2 separate regions of the Drosophila melanogaster genome follow, and region 2 is linked to region 1. A link is a contact called in public Hi-C data. All regions are on one chromosome and are shown on one strand. The core of a region is the stretch at or near the end of the contact, and the rest is flanking DNA. Distances in the headings are between cores, read along the strand shown.

Region 1 (2,525 bases), core at 13-2,512:
GCTCTGCAAACAAGTTTCTTGTGTCCCGACAAAAAAGGAACCAACATGAAAAAATGGACCAAACAAAATAAGGGAAAATATATTACAGAAAAAAACTCTTTTTCGCCGTCAGCTGCTCGATTGCAGAAAACTCGTTGCGCTTGTTGCGCGTTTTGTTGTGAATTATAAAGAAAATAAAAAAAGGAGCAAATTTCATGAAATCTTGCTTAGGAATGGGTAGGCCTTTGATGTTTTTAGGCCGTCTAATAAGCCGCTGAAATTATTGTTTTAGATTTTTTTCTTCTGATTTGGGAGCGCCCGTCTGCGATTTTGCAAAAAATTTGTGTAAATTTTGAATTTTGCGGGGGCGTGCCGACATTTGGTAATTGCGGTGGGTGCAACAGGCGACAAAAACGCTATAAAATAAGCTATAAACTGGGATTAAGTCGTTGTTTAACAATCATATAAAAATGGTAAAGGTAAAATAATAATAAAGTGTGTGTTAAATAAAAATTACAATATTACAAGCATTTCCTTCAAATTAATTAAATTAAATTTTTTATTGCACTTAAGCAACAATTTTAAAGTACCGAAAAATACCAAGTAAATACCAAATGATGCTCATTTTCATTTCCCCACTGAAAAAGCCACAGCAACAACACTACGTCGCAGCATACGGGACCGGAAGTTAGAGAGCGCTCGAGTGCGAACGGGACAACAGTATGAGTCCCAAAAGTTGTTGCTGTCTCCCCAAATGGCGTTTTTTGAGCGACTTCGCCGCAAACAACAACGCGCTCTCAGTTTATGGGAGAGAGAGTTTGCTTGTTTTTGTTCCTTCGCTGGTGGTGTGGTGGGGGCGAGTGAACCGCTTATGTTGTGGGTGGTTGTTGCCATCGCATCGCAAGAGAGAGAACGATTCCGCTCTCCTTTTGGATTACCCTGTACTTCAGAAATTCCCAGAGTATATTGCGTTTGCAGAGTATTATTTTAAAATATATTTTATATTATATCTATTTTTTAAATAAAATTCCTAAAGTAATTTTTTAAATTATATTTATCATTGGGAAGTTAAGCTTAGTGTATCTAAAACTTATTGTATCTAAAAACCGGGTATCTGCAAGTTGGAAAACTCGACCACTTGTTTTATTTTATTATGCTTGCCGCAAACGACAAACAACCGAGAGAGATAGATCGACAAAGAGAGGAAGAGGTATAAAAAGCGAGAGGCGGTGAGAGAACTTTTCCGCGGGGGCCGCTTGTACTTGTATCTGTATCTTTCGGACTCAGTTTGCCTGCGACCGTTACAACAGCCAGTTGATTCGAAGCGGAGCGATTCGTGGATTCGTTTTCATCGTGTCGTCGTCGTTTTGTCGTTGATTTCCGTTTGTGCATGCAGATAAAGCCAGGTCTTAACTTGATTCTGGACTGGGCCGAAAATCGAAATCGAAACCGAAGTGGGCTAATGGAAAATAAACAAACAAACAAAGCTTGAATTTTGTTTGCCGCGCATTTAAAGTAATTCCTATTTGTCGCCCCTAGAAAATACAATAATAAGAAAATCTGTTTCTGACATGTTGCATGACTGAATTAAATTACGTGTTAAATTGTTAAGCTAAATGAACAAACCGCATCCATAAAACGGATGCCAGTGCATGCAAATTAATTAAAAATACGATTCGAAATCTCTCTACACATGCATGCACAACCCATCAAGCTTTATTCAAATCAATGACTTGAGCGGCTAAATAAAATATGTATTTCATGGCTATTAAGATTATAAACAAAATTTATCATTAAATCTAAAATCAACTTTCATGGTTTATTAACTAATGATATGTTTAACTAATGAATGCCAAAACATAAAGCAATTTAATTCGCTATGACTAAGAGACCGATAATCCATACAAAAGACGAGTTCAAGATATGTGTGTATAAATAATATAAAACAATGAACTCTCAGCTCGAGATAAAAAGCCCAGTAATTTGACTAAATAAAACATGTGTAATTAAATAAGTGCTTTACTAATAAATTGATACAAAATTCAATTCAAATGGATTAAATTTATATCAAATTTCGATTCGAGATTGGTGAACATTTGTGCACTGGAGAAAACCATCAATTTTTAAAACAGAAAAATCCATTATCAAACTACAAGCTGTGGTTAATGTTTACTGTGGTTGTTGTCGGTGACTAGCTCAGTTTTATCAACAACAACAATTTTGCGTTTCAGTTTTGTGTATTTCTCAACGAGTTGTGTACGATAAGAACTGAAAGGAGACCTAAGATTTGAAGAAAATCAGAAATGGCTCTAGGGAACTAACGATAATGAAATATTTTACTACAATTTAACAAATTGTCGTTATTTAAAAGAAATAAACACGCATAAGCCCGTGTACAGTTCAAAATCCCATGGAATATGTGACAATTAAATTAATTAAGCTTAAACAACAGATACGATAACTGAACACTTTCCAACCGAAATAAATTTGATTTGTAAATTTCACATAAATCAAAGCGAAATAGCTGGCAATCCTTCCCTTCAACT
Region 2 (2,525 bases), core at 16-2,515, 370 kb after region 1:
GCCGTACTTAAATAAGTTTCAACTTATGTTTTGGGCACCTCTGGGATCGAGAGAGTGGAAAGAGGGACTGAAAGAGCGGTAGGACTCCAAAGAGCGTGCGCACGGCTCCTCCCTCCGCCCGCGCGCCAAGCGTGAGAAAGAGGGGCGTAGGGAATACACAACACACACACATTCGCTCACGCAACACCCACACACACGCGCGCGAAAAGGAGGTCCGTGTGTTCCAGTTGTTGTTGTGATGGGAGAGAACCGAATCTCGCATTGTTGTTGTTGCTGCTGCTGCTGGAATCTACATACCCAGAATAAAATGTTTATAAGGACCATCAGATATTTGACGCACGAACAGCAGCCGTTGAGACCCATGGCGCGGATTGATATTCTTAAATAGGTAACTCCTTAAAAAGTAGCTGCAATTTAACTGGTTTTTCAACCACTTGGAGATGCTCTTTTTCCAAGGAACCCCGAACTGCAGTGTCGCCTGCACTTTTCGACCTTTTGCACTTTTTCAAAACACCCGCTCGATTGTACTATATTTTTCAAATTTTTTTAAAATTTCCCGTGCTAAAATCCACCGATTTGAGCCACTGTTTGCGCGATTGGCCGTTGCACCCGATTTGTTTTAAAAATTTTATTTGTGCATCGAGGCGTCCGTCCAACGTAAAATTCTTGTATCAGTGCGACCATTAGCTCGGCCGTTCAAATATACCAGCGGGTATAGAAAGGCTAAAAACCGAAAAGTGGTGACCCTTAGAAGATACCAAAGAAGTGGTTGAATAACTTTGATGAGGCTTAGCATGGCTTGCAACCTGCTTGGATTTGCAGCCTATACGCAAACCAAAGTGGCCTATCGATATTTTGGATAAGTTCTATTGCCAATTTTCCCAATAAAATAAAAACTTCACTTGAATGTTAAAAGTAATTTAGTTTCAGTGTTTACATAATGTTCAAATAACCTTTTGATTGTTATTATGAAAGTTAAAAATTAAAAATTTAGATATTCTAACTAACTATTATCCCCAATGTTTCAGCTATAATCACCATATTTAAAGTAGATTTCATTTTAAAGTATAAATTTGTGGTTGTTTACATTATTTTAACATGTCTATTTAATTATTACTATGAAAGTGGGTAATTGAAAATTAGGATATTCCAGGTTTTTGATTTACTTTGGCTATGATTTTCCCAAAATATTTAAATCTGTAAATGTAAACAGTTTGAAATGTGACCTTAATAGTTCATGCTTTGTTCATTCTTCTGCGAAACGGTCACACTGTTCGCGCAGGCGAAAATGGCCTAAAGCGTGAAATGTTTAATTCGTTGTTGTTTCTCCTCCGCAATAGTTACTAATAGAAACAAATGCAAAATGGCTGTCTAACGTTTAAGTGCAGCGACCGCCGAAGATCGTGGAAATATGCATGAAAAGCGGCTCGCAGGCAAATGAAAGGCGCGTGAAAATGTAGCAGACACCTTTTTATCGCGAAAACGAACATCGGTGCAAAGGGAAAAACAAAAACCAAGGAAAATACAGCCAAACGCGAATGTGAATGTGAAGGCAAAGTAAGCGAAAAGTCCCCCAACTTTTTTGGGGAGTATCGAGTGCACCACATACGTTTTTCAATATATATTTCGATTGCATTGAAATCAGAAACATGACAATTTCCCCCCTTCCCTTATTGCTGTTGTTGTTGTTGTCGGCTTGTTGCAAGTTTGTGTGAGTGTGTCTTGTAATTTTGTTACGCAGTGGAGCGAAGTTGGAGTTTTGTGGAATGGAAATGGAATGAAGTGGAACGAAGTGGAGTGTAACCAAACACGAAATGGAAAAACGAGGAAAAAACCTTAAAGCGCAGCCTAAGCTTTAGTCGTACTGAAAATTTCTCAAGCGCTGCAAGCCAGTCTTTGCCAAAGTAAAGCCCCTACCTCCCCCCCCCTCTTTTTGCATAATAAACGAAAAACGTTGCGCCCACTTTACGCACTTGTTTTTATGCTTTCCGCGTTCAGTGCACTTAAAAACTTAATTGGTTCCCCCGTCGGCGGTGCTAATGTAGCGCATTTCACTGTTTTCAACGTAAATATAATTATATTAGCAAACGTTTACAAGCAAGATTGGATTAGTAATATGTAGTAGCTTGCTAGAAATCCTAATAAAAATGTGAATAATAATATATACGGTTTCATTTAATATTTTGAAAAGTTTTAATAGAAAAAAGTACAGCTTTTCTAAAAGCTACCCTTATATTGTGTTTCTTTCTCACGAAATAAACTACTGTGTAGAAGGTAGCGGTAAATATTTATGTTTAAAGTCCACTCTCTTCTATGTTAGAGGTATACCCCTCGCCCCTTGGCCACTGCGAATGCTGTATCTTCGCCAATTTCACTTTCACATTCGTCGTGGGCAGTTACAGCGAAGCCAATTGCTTGGTACTTCTTTTATTTTGTTTTTGTTCCCCACTTTGGGGCGTTTCAAATTAGAAAGTGTTTGCGTGTGTGTGTGCGCATATGTAAGTTTATGCGTGAGTGATGCGAGC

Evidence for each region. Hi-C and Micro-C count contacts between places; a contact is called where the count stands out from the background.
Region 2: a Hi-C map of the Kc167 cell line shows a contact between it and region 1, with 3 times the contacts expected there. A contact is called at or near these places in 3 of 107 Hi-C or Micro-C datasets (the Kc167 cell line, larval central nervous system and wing imaginal disc).

The regions. Positions count from the first base shown.
Region 1 is chr3R:25,514,856-25,517,380 of dm6, forward strand. It overlaps msi (musashi), which reads left to right and starts at 1,263. Exons shown (of 7, transcript NM_001276031.1): 1 at 1,263-1,494.
Region 2 is chr3R:25,880,719-25,883,243 of dm6, forward strand. It overlaps SppL (Signal peptide peptidase-like), which reads left to right and starts at 1,266. Exons shown (of 7, transcript NM_143180.2): 1 at 1,266-1,557. Tsp96F (Tetraspanin 96F) reads right to left here and starts at 709. Exons shown (of 5, transcript NM_001276048.2): 1 at 298-709. The coding sequence starts at 363.